Linked DNA regions of Rattus norvegicus: region 2 is linked to region 1. The links are chromatin contacts, called in public Hi-C maps. All regions are on one chromosome and are shown on one strand. Each heading gives the region's core, a stretch centred on a gene start, on an enhancer-like site or on the middle of the called end of the contact. The rest is flanking DNA. Distances are from core to core; before and after follow the strand shown. Region 1 holds the start of Pls3 (plastin 3). Region 2 overlaps Pls3 (plastin 3).

Region 1 (7,331 bases), core at 1,298-3,797:
TTTTAAGTACTTGATTTTAAGAACTAATATGTGTGAACTGAGCCTGTTTTTGCAAGTACGTGCGACTTTTAAATTCCTGACCTTGGTGACTCCTCTACGTGTTTCCCTTTCCTTTTCTTTTCTTCCACTTCTCTGTTTCCTTAACTCATACACTGATTGCTTGACACAGGTTATCACGAAGTCCTTCTTGACTTTAGACAGCTGATGCCCCTGCCTCAGCCTCCCAAGTGCTGCAACTACAATCACTTGCCACCAGCACATGTGGCTGTTCTACACTGTTTCTTACTTGACAATATATAAACTCAATAGTGAAACCTCCACTTTTTCCCCAGACGCAATTCCAATATAGGATAGAATATGGGAAAGTCCTTTCATAGTCTTCTTTCTCATCAAACCACTACTTAGCACAAAACCCAAGCAATTTTGGAAATTTCTTATCAAGTAGGTTTGGGTGTGGTTTCGGAGCCAATTATTTCCAAACAACAGATAACTGAGAGTTAATTTTACACGAGGAATTGTTCGCCACCTTTAAATAGACGCCCGAAGTTGAGGATAGTATAGGCTAGATTAAAGGGTAGAGATGGTCTATTTTTTAACACTATCAGTGGGATACTGCTTCAAAACTAGTCATTTAGGGATGAAATAGGACATGAGTTAAACGTTAGCTTTCTTAGAAGATGATTTTAAAACGATGTTTAAAATTTAGAAAAGGAATGTGGAATTTCTGGGAAACAGTGACGTATGTCACAACATTCAGTACATTTGAAGCCTTTGTCTCAAAAGCAGCTCTTTTAATTTTTTAATATTCTGCTTCATTTTCTTTTTCTTAAAACCACAGTAACAGATCACTTTCTGCTCCCTCAGGCAAATCCAAGAAAACCCTTCAGTGGAAGCTGACACACATCGCCCCCGCCCCCCCTCCACTTTTAGCTTCGTAGTTTGGGGAATATGGGCCTCAGCCATTGCATTCCAGTTTTAAAGTCAAAAGAGGTCATGTGATCATTACCCTAGGGGCATCAGAGACTTAAGACACGTGATGCCAATTGGCATGTGTGGGACCTCGGCCATTAAGTTGCAATTCACAGTAAACTGCATCTCCGGGTTCAATTTTAGCCTCCCAAACCCATTTTGATTTTGAAATGGAGTAAAGGCTGACTGCTCAGTAGGTTTTTTTTAACTTCATCTACATCTTCCACCTACCATAACCACCCAAGCCCCTCACCCTGTCTACATTATCCCTAAGAGGAAGGGCGACGGAAGAAACATCCCTCAGGTCTGGTTCTAATGTGACTAGGCGCCCCAGTTTAAATCCAAGCTAGACCTGCACCTCTGGTGTAGTTATATGGCTCAAGTGAACAGTGAGTCTTCAGGATGTAAACTGTCAGCAAAGCAAGCAAGGGCCTGAAGCCAGGCGGAGGTTCGGGACCGTCAGCACTTGACCTAGTGGAGCAGCAGCAACTTTGGGACTGGCGACCGCAGGGTTAGTTGGCGTCCCCAGGCCTCTCATTAGGTCGCTAAAGTAAGCTGGCGGAGAAAAGTAAACACAGGCAAGTGCAGCTGAGTCTGGGAACAGGGCTACAGCCACCATCTCTGCTCAGCCTCCCAAGGATCCCAGAGCGGTCCCGGTGCGGTGCTGCCGCCCTGCTCCTAGCTCTGAGTTCCACAACCAGAGTCATCCGGACGCAAGCTGACCGCCAGGGCGCTGCTTGGGGAAAGAACCGAAAGGTACCTCTGGGCTAGCCTGGAGAGCTTCTGCCACCGAAAGGAAAAAAAAAAAAACTGCTTACTCATAGGGAGTCGCAGCGCGGTCCCGAAGCTCCGTGTTAGGGCTGGGGAGGGGAGCGGGCGGAAGGTGGGCAGCAGAGGCCAGGTTCCTCCTAGGGGCCACCGCACCCGCTCCGCGTCCCGCCCCTTTGGGAGCCTCGGGGTCCTCAGGAACCAGCCAGGTCACCTAGAGCGGGCAAATGGGAACTAGCGGGAGATGACCTAGGCTGCTGGCTCCGGCATTTCCCAGTGGCTGAGAAGGAGGGAGGGAGGGATGGGTTGAGGAAAGGCAGTAGCCAGAAAAGGAAGGCTGAGGGAAGTTAGGCATAGGGTTTCCACTTCAGGGGTGGTCGCCGCCTTAGGGAATCTGGGTAAGGGTTGGCTTTTAAGCCCTTCCGCCTGTGGTGGGCAACAAGTTAGGAGGAACTAGAGAGTAGTCACAACGAAGAGCAGAAAAAGTGATGGCAGAGGGTGGTAATCGGGAACCCTTTGGAGCTCCCACCTATCCGGGTGGCGAAGGTCGCTCGGGAGTAGAGCCTCGGACTCCAGAAGAAATTTTCTTCGATCTCCCCCTTTGCCCAACCCCCGCCCCCTAGTATAAGGCGCGTTCCTGCTGAGGTTCCGGGAGATGCTCTCACCAGGACCCACTCTTCCCCACGCCCAGGAAACCGGCTCCCCTCGAGCCCTCGGAGCTGCAAAGCACTTACGTAAAAGTCGCAGAGTCGCTGATCTGGCCCTACTGCTTCCGACCAAGCTCTCAGACAACTTCTGCCCCTAGGAATCTCTGCAGCTGTGCTTCTAAAGCCAGCGCTCCCTCCCCTCTCGCCAGCCCCCTCCGCCCTGCGGCCTCAGCCATTGGCTCTGGTGGTGTTCACCAGTGGCCTGGGAACCAGGAAGGGGATTGGGCCAGGAGCCTGTCACATCAACTGGGTGGGGAGCCCAGAGACCGGGCAAGGGCAGGGATGGGCACTGAGGAGGGATGGGGACTGGAACTCTGTGTTTGCGAGCCTGTTTTTCCATTCCCTACCTTGTGGAAGAACTTAGAAGTAAGTCCAAGGTGCTTGGCTTGGAATTCATGTTTCGAAAAACATTACTGAAATGACTGTAAAGTTGGGAATTTCGGAGCATGTCGCCCATTTAAGTCAGGTATGGGGGCGGGGTGTGACAGTGTCGTTTTTTCTCTTTATTAAGAAGGTATAGTACTTCATTTTGATCTCTTCAGACCTGGCACCAAAGGACTCCGAGGGGGGAACCTCCCAGCTACTGTCTCTTTGTTTTTACTTGGTTTGTTTTGAGAGAGGATCACACTATGTAGCCTCAAATTGGCGTTCTCTCCGCTCAACAATCTAGTACTGGAATAACGACCTAGCGCCAACACACCCATTTCATCAGAGTCAGGGAAAGGCCCTTGTGTATCTGGCACCAGCCAAATGAATTGTTGGCTTAAATCACTTGTCTGGTAGCTTTGTCCTTGAGAGGAGGAGAGGAGTAAGAAGTGGGTGAGAGAAGGAAGAAGTGGTAGAAATCACTGGGTTGCACTGGAGCAGTCGCTAGTGCTTGGGGTCTCCTCCCTGTCCTTTTCCCTGAGACAATTTGGGGGACATGAGGTTTCCTTTCACCTTCCTAGAAACCCACAGTTCTGCCCCTTTGCCACTGTCACACGGTTCCCCTCTGTATCTGTTTTTCAATCCTTTGGCTCATCCTAGCTCCAAAATCAGCCTGGAGGGCCAAAGTTAAAGTGTCCCCCTGAACCCTGACTAGATTGTTTTATAAGAGAACTGTAGAAAAGTCCTGAGTACTTCCTGCTTGGCAGCATTCCAGCCCTAAACAGGTTGTTGTTGTTGTTGTTGTTGTTGTTCTTGTTCTTGTTGTTCTTGCTGCTGCTGTTGTCCAGGAAGAGTCTGCTTGGGAAGTTTGGTAAAAATTTACAGTTAGTTCAGGTGAGTTCCATGGTACATATGCCAGAGAAGGATCCCAAAATAAGAGGAGCTTAAAAATTGAATGCAAGGGCCAGCAAAGCAGCTTAGTGTGAAAAGGCACTTGCCACAGCTGCCCACACGAACTCCATCCCTGGACCCAAGGGGTGGAAAGGGAGAGCTGTCCTCTGACTTCTAGTCAGGTGCCTTAGAATATGGGCAGCACCCACACACCCCCACACCCCCCACACAAACACACCACATAAATAAAAATGCAATTCATATTTGACTACTAAAAGTTGTGTGATCTATGAACTATTTTAAGGATTTTATTATAAAAAGTATAAAGTTAGAATTAATTTAAATAATATATGTTTTGTCACAATATATCTAGAACCTATAATTACACGTTTTCATAGAGGAGCTCTGGACATGCTCTGGACATGGTAGTTTTATATCTGTAACCCCAGTATTCAGGAAGCTGAGGCAGGAGGATTGCTGAAATGATAGGGAAGCATAGGGCTTGTAGTGAATTCTAGGCCTTCTTAAATATGGGAGGGGTGCACAAGTGCCTAGAGGCTAGACCAGCAGGGAAATACTTGGCACTGGGGAAAAGCCTTGTTAAATATTAGTCAATGATTAGCCAACTAGGAGACCTTACAAAAGGCACAGAAAGGTGAGCAAGAAATGAATAAGCACTCATGCTTTTCAGAGACAGTACATAGCTGTTATGTTGATGTAGTCTGGGGAAAGCATGCACAGTATTGCCATGCACAATTCTAGGAGGCTCCCGAAGGAGAGTCCTAGTTTTCAGTAATTGGCCCAAAGGCTTGGTGTGGTCACTGGCACACTTTACTCACAATTTTTGGACACACTAAATAGGGAAGGTTACGTCTGCGACTTTTCCTGTGCCAGTCCCTAGTGAATAGTCCCCGCCTCCTTTTAAGGTAGAATCTCTAATTTATCAGGGGAGTAACAACAGTCTTCCAGTACAGGTGAGTTTTTCAAGTGTAGCATGTATTCCATTTTCCCGTGGTTTTCTAGTTCTAGAATTTAAAATAAGGCAGAGAGGGCCAATAAGAAGGCCCCATAAGTAAAGGCCTGACTATCTGTATTCAGTTCCAGAAACGTGAGGTGGAAAGAGAGGACCAAGTCTGGAAGGTGTCCTCTAATACATATTCTCACCTCATGAGTGGATTGCACTTACAGGTACAGAAACACCTTTTACAGAACTTTTATTCTTCTCTCATCCCAAATGCAGTTTCCCCTCCCTCCACCCCTCTCAGTCCCTCCCCACCCCTTCCCCCTCCCAGCAGGCCTCTGGGGGATACCCACTGAACATGGCAAAACAAGACGCAGTCAGACTAGGCACAAATCCTCATCTCAAGGCTGGATGAGGCAACCCAGTAGGAGGAAAAGGATTCCCGAGAGCAGGCAAAAGAGTCAGAGACAGCCCACATCCCACTGTTAGGAGTCCCACAAGAACACCAAGCTATACAACCATAAAATGTTTGCAGAGGAACTAGCTTCGACCCATACAGGGTCTGTGATTTTTACTTCAGTCTCTGTGAGCCCCTATGAGTCCTGCATAAGCACATGTTTAATTAATTGACTGATTAAATGTAAAGTAAAACAAGGCAGAATGTAATAATTCTGCACTGTAGAATGCCTGCACTTATCTATAATCCCAGCATTCAGGAGGCAGATGCCGGCTTGGGCTACAGAAGGAAAAACCGTTCTCAAAATGTAAAACAAACAAAAAGCTTACTTAGCCGAAGACAGTATAGTTGGTAAAGTGTTTGCCTAGCATGGGGTAAGCCCTGGGTTGGGCCTCTGCTGGAAATGTCAACACTTAGGAGACAGAGGCAGGGGGCTGGGGGTCGTCCTTGGCTACATAGTAAGCAAGGCCTGCCTGGGATAGTTGAGACCCTGCAAAACAAAACAAAATAACACACAGCAAACACCATTTTGTTCCTGTTCATTTTTTTGTATGTCTATGTGTGAACGTGTATGTATGTACTCATACGAATGTGTGTGTGTGACCTCCAGACACACATGCCAGTGAGTCTGGAGGTCAGAGGATCACCCCAGGTAGCATTCTTTAAGAGATGGCACTACCCTAGATTGGGGAGGGATATGTGAGGGGTGTGTGTGGAAGGAGTGGGCCATGACCAGGATGTAAAGTGTATAAATAAATAAATTAATGGGAAAAAAAGAGGTAAGTATAATTATATATTTAAAAAAAGAGATGGTGCCACACACCTTGTGTCCCTCTTCTGAGTATATGTGTGCAGTGTGTGTGTAAGTATGAGTGTTCACCTGTGGTGGTTCGGTTCACTTGCAAGGATGTAGATATAGAAGCCTAAAATGTACCTCAGGGGTCTTCCTGCATTACCCTAACCTTATTTATTGAGGCAGGTTTCTGGCTGAACCAGAATACTCTAATATCCCTGGGCAGCTTTTCCCAGGGATCCTGCCTCTGTGTTCTGAGTACTAGGATTATAGGCGGCCACCAGCACTTTCAGGTATTTGCTGATTCCACCAGCAAGAGCTTTATCCAATGCGCCATCTTCAGAGCTATGCTCGCTCTCTCTCTCTCTCTCTCTCTCTCTCTCTCTCTCTCTCTCTCTCTTCTCTCTCTTCCCTCCTCCCTCCCTTTCTCTCCCTCTCTCTCCCTCTGCCCCTCAAGTTTGCCAGGCAGTGAGCTACCTTCCCAGACCAAAACAAAAAAATATTTCTACTAATAAATAGTTTCCATTACCACTAAAGATCTCAAAGTTCAGCCAGTTGGGCTGGGGATGCGGCTTAGTTGTAGAATGCTTGCCCACATGGACTAGTGCACTGGGTTTAATCCCCAGCACCAAAACAACCTTCCTCCTCCGGTCAAAAAAAAAAAAAAAACCCCTAAGCCAAACATCACCCTTTAATGGCAGCTTAGCAGTGCATACTTTAAAACCGTGCTACCTCATTATGTCAGTAACTTTCCAAGAGATAATGCGTGCCTTTTGCCCAGAAGCACACTTTTGGATTGTAGTTGAGATTCCTGTTTGACTAGCCCAACAGTCTAACCCCGGCAGAACTCCTTTGTAATGGGCAGAGTGAAGATAGCCAAAGATATAGCAAAGCTTCCTTTCATTTCAAAGTTCAGCATTTGGATCTAAGGAGCTGCACGGAGATGTATTTAGACTGCTTTCCTTTATGCCACTTTACTGTAAATTTAACACAGGAAGGATGGTTCACAGAGGTAACCTAAAGTTGATGGTTTTCTTATCTATGTAAATCAGCCCGCCCAGATGATCTTTGGTGTCCCCTCCCCTGCTTACAGACAGGTTATTGGCTCTAATTCATCCTAACAGCACCTTACAAAGTACTCAGGTACAGAGAAGTTCACCGAATCTTTATTGAGGTAATGGGAATTTTATGGGTCTATTCTTGTAAAACAATAGTAAGGGACCGGCTACATATAGGTCTCTTAGGACCTTGCAAATCAATAACCGAAATGTTTTTACCTCTGTCCTTCTGATTCCAATTTTCTATCCATCTCAGCATTATGATAAATAACTTAAAATCAATATCACAAAGATTTGAAAGCATTTCCTTCTGTCTTCCCTGAAGTTCACTAAAGGATCCAATATCTTCCCACACCCGCGG
Region 2 (7,331 bases), core at 2,600-5,099, 79 kb before region 1:
AATGAACTTGGAGACGCACCTCTGAGCATGACTGTAATTTTATTTCAAGAGGACAAGCTACCACAGATAGTTCCCTTAATGCATAGACTAGCCCTTTACCCCTACCGTGGGGAATAAGCTTCTTCCCCCATACTCTCTTTGAATGTTTATGTCATTCATAAAATCTACTACCATCAAAATTATGGACCTCACAAGTTATCAAAATAAATCAGGATACTTTCTCTTCTAAGAGTCACATGTATCAAATCCTCTTTAAAAAAACCTTAAAAGTGTCAACACCACACACCACTACATGAAGTTACATAAACATTTTGATAGAATTTATGCAAAATTATTTGGGTATGGGAGCACAAAGCTTTAGACCCAATACATAGAAAACAGAGGCAGGTGGACTCTCTATGAGTCTAATACAAGCAGGTTACAGCATTACGTAGCAAGAGTTTGCCTCATCGAAACCAAAGGGAAAAAAAAGAAACAATGGGAAAAGACTAGAATTTGAAAAGGCACCTATACTTACGTTGAAACCTGACATGTTAATATCTATCCGTGGTTCCCCTTCCTTCTGTCCTTTCGGTGCAATTTGATTGAGTAGATGGAAATAGGCTTTGGAATCCTACAAAAGAATCAAACATACCAGTGTGAGCACATTTACAAAGAGTAACTGCATCGTATTGTCCCTTGTTGACGAGGACGTTTGGATCAGCTTTGGCGATAATATATGGCATTCTTCTCTGTCTTCTTATTTGAGATATTTCTCCCAGGAAAAGTCCATCTGTCTGGCTTTCCACCTCTCTTTGAGCTTGATTTTGTTCTGACTTTACAGTTTATTGATGCCATCAACCCAATAAAGCTATTAAGCATTTCTGTACCTTCACTGAATTACTGAAGTCAAGGAGCTTGACAAATAAACAACCATGAAATAGAAGAGCAGAAATCCAGGAAGCATAGGGAAAGAGAAAATGGACACATTACAAAGCAAGATGGGTATCGACCTAAGGAAACAACACTTGTTATGTTAATTATATATTTAATTATATAAAAAGTTGAAATTTAGAAAAGCTTAAATGAGAAACACATATAGTTGGCAAGATAAAATTTAACCTTTTAAGGTCAGAACTCACTTAACAAAACATGCTCGTCTCTCCCCCGTCTCCCACAGTGATGGGGATTGAGGTTAAGGCTTCACATGGTCAATAAATGCAAGCATTCTTTGATTTTCAAAAGTATTCAAAGCAGAATTCCTAATAAAGATTTCCACTGACTAGGCATTTCAGCATATGCCTGTATATAGTTTTTAGCCAGAGGCAGGAAGATTGCAGTTTTGAAGCCAGCCTGGTTGACACAAGCCGACCTGGGCTACAGAGTCAAATCACATTTGAAAAAACCATAATGGCCACAGTTAGTAGTGTGCTTGCCTTGAATGGAGGAAACCCTGGATTTAATCCTGAACATCCCACAAAATGTGACTACAGCATCTCACATCATCTTTAACTACATGGCAGACTTGAGGCCATCTTGGAACATAGGAGACATTCTTTAGTAAACAAAAACAAAAGCAAACGACAACATCAGTGTATGGAAAGATAATCATCCAGCTATGGTGGTATCTCTCTGTATACCAGTGTTCAAGAGGCAGAAGAAGAATCACAGTAAGTTTGAGGCTAGCATTGTCTACAAAAGTCATGTCTAGTATAGCCTGAGCTACATAGCAAGACCTTATCTCAAAACATGAGAGACTTTTGTCTCTCATGGGCCTGGTGATAGCCTATAATTTTTGTCTCTGTTAAAATGGGATAAAAAAAATCTCTGAAGCCATCACATCTCCCTGAATGCTCTGGCCCTTTGCATAGTTACCTTGATGTCAGCACTGAAGTTGTTGATCTTTTGCCAGCCTGAGTTTTCCAGATGGAAGTTGGCCCATCTCAGCAGAAGCTCTTCTGGAGACAATTTCATAAGCTCCTCCAGAGTCTCACCATCTCGAAGCAAAGCCGCCAGTGCTTGTAGACAGAAATGCCTCAGTCAGTATATTGTGTGCTAGTGGTCATGCCAAGTACTTGAGCACGCTCTTTCTCCCTTTCTCCTACCATTTTACTTTGAAACATTCCCATGCTTCCCCTAATCTCATGATCTCCCTGCCTCAACCTCCCAAATGCTGGGATCACAGGCATGAGGCATCATACGTCATTTCAGTCTTTTGATACTTTGGTAATAGAGACCTAACTTCCAGGTCCTCAAACTCTGGGCTAAAGACATGGCTCAGTCAGTAAAGGGCTTGCTGTGAAACCATGAGGACCCAGGTTCAACTGCTAGCACCCATGTGAAAAGCCAGACGTGGTAGCACAAGTCTCTACCCTTTAGAGCTGCAGAGGTGAAAGCAGGGTTGGGGTGGGGTGGAGCGTGTGCCAGTATCTGGGGTTTGCTGTCTGGCAATCTAGCCAAATTTGCAAGCTCCAGATTTAGTGCTAGATCTTGTCTCAAGAGTAGGCCTGGGGCTGGAGAGAAGAGCTTGGTAAATTGCTTGCAGTTTAAGTATGAAGACCAGGGGCTGGAGAGATGGCTCAGCAATTAAGAGCACTGACTGCTCTTGCAGAGGTCCTGAGTTCAATTCCCAGCAACCACATGGTGGCTCACAGCCATCTGAAATGGGATCTGATGCCCTCTTCTGGTGTGTCTGAAGACAGCTACAGTGTACTTATATAAATATAATAAGTAAATTAAAAAAATACATGCACACACACAATTCTAAAGTGGAGAGAGACTAAGGAAGGCACTTAATATCAACTTCTCTGTGTATTTTTGTCTTTAGAGAAAAATCCAATGTGAACTGTCATATTAGCTACAAATAAAGAACAGAGGTGTATGTACAGGTTGTTTTTCTGAATAGCTCTGGATTTATTCTAGTTTCCATCTGCTCAACTCAGTTAAGTGCAAGCATGACAGTTTTCATGAAGAGAAAGTAAAAATCAACAATATACATCTTTCAAAAAACAACTGTGTTCCATTACCTTCATTCCTGCTTAATTCAATGTCAGCAAATAAGCCAATCTTAATAATCTGCCAGAGCAGTCCCAAGACCAGATGAGGTTTCCCGGCACGCAGATCTTCGGCACCAATGTTCACAACGTGACACCCAATGGCAGAAGCAGAATTCAGGGCCAAGTTCAAGTTTTCCTGGAAGACAGACCAAATTATGCACTTCTTGACCTTTTTTTTTTCCACACCCAGTCCACCTCAGCCTTCACTGAAAATACCGCTCAGTTGAGAAATTAGCAAGAGGTATTAATTTCATCCACCCACATTTACAGAAAACAAATGGCAGAGTTGGGCAATAAGCAGCAAAGCGACAACAATCCTCAGCCTCACTCGTAATCTTTGTGCAGAATTCTACAGGGAATGGACTTTTTCTTTTGACCTGGTTGCTTTGGAATTATGCCAATTCTAAAGTAAAAATGTCAAGTCACCAAAGTCAATATATCCATGGTGTTATTTTTTCCAAAACTGCCTAAATTTGGAGTCCAACAGTATATGGCATAAATCCAGGTTCTAGAAATGACCAATCTATCTATCTCAAGGTCACTCCTGCCTGATGGCACTTCGCTGTACTAATCTACTACTTATTCAGTGGAAAACCAAAAACGCTCCACCCTTTAAGCACACCAGCTAAGAAAGAGCTTGATCATTTTGTTCATTTTGGTGATATCTTAACTCAATAGGTAATGAAAGGAACACAGGGCTTTGAGTTCAAAAGTGCCAGTGTTAATTTCCAGCAAGCCCCGCAATCCTTTCTGAGTTCCAGCTCACTGAAACATCAATGATCATTCCACACGCGGAGCTGCTCTAAAGATTAAAGGCCAGCAAACAGAATACACAGTGTATGGTCTCTGTTTCAAATCACAGTTCATGGAAGAGAGAATAGAGAACTCCTCACACCTGAATGATGAAGGGTGTAAGCTTCTTCTTATTGATTGCTCTCTCATCAATTGTATCGGGAACAGAAAGGTTGATCATTTTGCTGAAACAAACAAAAGTTGGTTTACTTTGAAAGAGTCCACAAAGTTCGGTGTTAATATCTCACTTTGTAGAGTGCTTACCTAGCATGTATGAGGTCATGGGTTCAGTGACCAGCACCACATAACTAGGACATGGAGAAATATATATTCCTAGCACAAGAGCATGGAGGCAAAAGAATCAGGAGTTCGAGGCCATCCTGGACTACATATCAAGTTGAGGCTAGCTTGAGACATACGAAATCCTGTCTCTAACAACAACACTTTGATAAATCTTCATGAATGTTAAAGCTTATTATAAACTATCTTTCATGCAATATAAAAAATGCACTCGATCTGGGGCTGAAGAGATAGCCCAGGAGTTAAGAACATTACTGCTCTTGTAGAGGACCCAGGTTTGGCTCCTAGCACCTATACTGAACAGCTCACAACTGCCTGTTAACTCCAGTTTCAGGGGATTCTAGGCATTCTTTTGGCCTTCACAGGTACGTGCACAAGGTGGTATACATAAACCCATGAAGCTACACATAAAATAAAAACAAAATGTCACAGATGATGTTTATCACGTTGACCACAAAATATATATGTCCAAACTGCAGATTAGATAAAATATGATGACATTTTGGGGTGCCCAGGTCTGAAAAAATTATTCATATTCCATATACATATATATACACATATATACATATGTACATGTATGTATGTATACACACAAACACATGCATACATACATAACCCAAATCTAAGTTTTACTTTTTGGGTTTTTTTTGTGATGCTAAGGTTGTGAGGGTTTTTAATTTTGTTTTGTTTTGCTTTGTTGTTTTTTTTTCTTCCTTTTTTTTTTTTTTTTCGGAGCTGGGGACTGAGCCCAGGGCCTTGCGCTTGCTAGGCAAGCGCTCTACCACTGAGCTAAATCCCCAACCCCTGTTGTTTTGTTTTAAGATAGGGTTTCTATGTGTAGTCCTGGCTATCCACTTTGTGGACAAGGCTGGCCTTGAACTTATAGAGATCTGCCTGCCTCTGCCATCCAAGTGCTGGAATTAAAGGTGTGTGTCATCACTGCCTGGCAGGTTAGCTCTGTTGTTGCTTTTTCTTCTATCTTTTGTTTTTCTGTTCTTTCCTTCCTTCCTTCCTTCCTTCCTTCCTTCCTTCCTTCCTTCCTTCCTTCCTTCCTTCTTTTTTATTTTGGGACAGGATCTCCCTGTCTCCTTGGCTGTCCTTGAACTCACAGATATTTGTCTGACCCCATTCCATGAGTGCTGGGATTACAGGCATTTGCTCTCATGTGCTGAGTTTGGAAACCAAGGCCATGAACATGTAAAAGGTTCTGACTATCTGGACCCCATCCACACAGCTACTGTGTGGGAAGCCTTACATAGGAACCCAGACTTCAATAATGAGCTTATTTTAGAACAGTGTGGCAAAACCATCTCTGAGAACAAGAGCAGCAACAGACAAGTGATAATCTTACATCACTCCTGCCAAGATACTGCTGGTTCAGATGTAGCTAAAGTGAGGAAAGCAGTTTTCAGAATCAGATCACTGGAGAGTTAGAACTGAAGGCTAGCCTCTTATTCTCCCTTGAGAAGTCAAGGTATTTCAGAATAGATAGTGACATACTTACATTTTTTTTTAAAAAATGTAATGTTCTGCTTTCTCAGTAATGAGAAATTGGAAGCCAAAAATTCTACCCTATAAAAGAGGTCCCCACTCTGTGACTGACTTTTACTTTTACACATAGATTTAGATATTAAATGAAAAAGACAAACCTGAGCAATTGATGCCCCCCTTCTAGATATCAAACAGCCAAATAACCACATAACCAAGTACAGTTATTCTGTGGAGATTATCTTTGGAGATTGGGATACAAAACAAAACTAGTCTCTTACCAGAGCACAATTCCATCACCAACTGCTTTGAATAGGTCATCAGTATTTGGGTTCATGGGTATGACATGTCTGCAATCGGGATCATTTTCCAAAGCTTTATTTATCCAATTAACGAAAGCATATTTTTCTTCCTCTAAAATTATATTAAGTAAGCAAGAAATCAGTTCATACTCTCTGTTAATTATTTGGCCCCAACCCTACACTTGTTGTGTAGTGCTGTTAAGAGATAATGCTTCACAATTATGTGGCCATCTTCTTTGAATACTCAGAGACGTGAAGGCAATCCAGTGGCCATTAGGGATTAATTAATATGCTAGTAGAAACAAAAGAACTGATCTTTAGGGAAGTTATAAAATATATAAAAATTGTATTTATATTATTGCACACCTCCACTGTAATGAAGATTATCATCACCGAACTTTCTGACAAATATGTGACCCAAGACCCAACTAGGTCACTAAGACTCCTTAGTACATTTACTTAGAGAAACGTGCTTTTTAGGGCTTCAGTCTGTATCTGCCCAGTGCACTGTACTGACCCAAGTACACCCATGCCATGATTACCTGAGTAGGAATGCTGGGTTCCTTCACTGGACAACTCTGAAGTTCCTCCCAGAGCACAAATCCCTTCTTTCCTGTTGATGGCTTTGCGGAAGGTTTTAGCAATGTCACTGCTCTTTACCTCTTGGAAAATCTATCAATGAAAACAAGGCTGCAGATTCACACTTTTCAAGAGGACACAAGAACAAGCACATTGAACTCCGTTTTACCTGTCTGTCACCTACAGTGTTTTCCACAGGCAGTGAATGTTAAGGGGAAAACTGGCTTGGGTTTCTGCAATGCTACAGTACTGTTACTAAAGATGAAGCGTCAAGTTCACACACTCGCCAAAAGCATTCAGGGCTGCATGCATTGAATGCACTTTTAAGTGAAAAAACTTGCAGTTCCAAGGCACAGGTAAAACTGTTCATTCCTCATAGTGAAGCATAGCTTTGTTCTTTTCTTAGAGAGAAGAGGCTGATGGACAGCCCCTTCTTGAACCACGATTCTTAGCACACAGACAAAAATTTATGACTCGACCAAAAAACTATTTTGTGGTATGATGTGGTAGCTAAAAGTTTACTCAATCAAAGCAACAGAGTAACAAAGGAAAAATGTGTTATCCTGGTGGCAGAGATGATTCCCAAGGAGAGTAAGTATGATGTAGGCAATATTATTAATACTGTATAGTCTACTGCTCGATGCAGCGTACTCAACAAACTAGTCGAAAAAGGAAGAAAGAATGTAGACAACAAAGGCAAAGCATGGTGGGCACATTTGTATAGAGGCAAGAGGATCTATACAAGTTTGAGCCCCGCTACAAAAGGGGTTCCTGGTTGCTAGGGCTGCATAGAAAATTTTTACCTCAAGAAAGAGCCGGCAGGAAACAGAACGAT

What was found. A called contact is a pair of places that touch in the nucleus more often than the background predicts.
Region 2: a Hi-C map of liver shows a contact between it and region 1, with 4 times the contacts expected there. The contact joins the enhancer-like site here to the promoter of Pls3 in region 1. A contact is called at or near these places in 3 of 12 Hi-C or Micro-C datasets (Schwann cells, kidney and liver).

The regions. Positions count from the first base shown.
Region 1 is chrX:116,396,525-116,403,855 of GRCr8, reverse strand. Pls3 (plastin 3) reads right to left here and starts at 2,547. Exons shown (of 16, transcript NM_031084.1): 1 at 2,472-2,547.
Region 2 is chrX:116,477,274-116,484,604 of GRCr8, reverse strand. Pls3 (plastin 3) reads right to left here. Exons shown (of 16, transcript NM_031084.1): 4 at 6,460-6,589; 5 at 5,897-6,029; 6 at 3,931-4,012; 7 at 3,006-3,171; 8 at 1,855-1,997; 9 at 518-613. Among named protein-coding and RNA genes, the nearest start is that of Pls3, 80 kb to the right of the region's middle. Within about 2 kb of position 3,849, at least 1 of the 93 cell types and tissues checked has an H3K27ac peak or open chromatin away from gene starts, as enhancers often do. A contact at or near this core is called in liver, where this site is marked.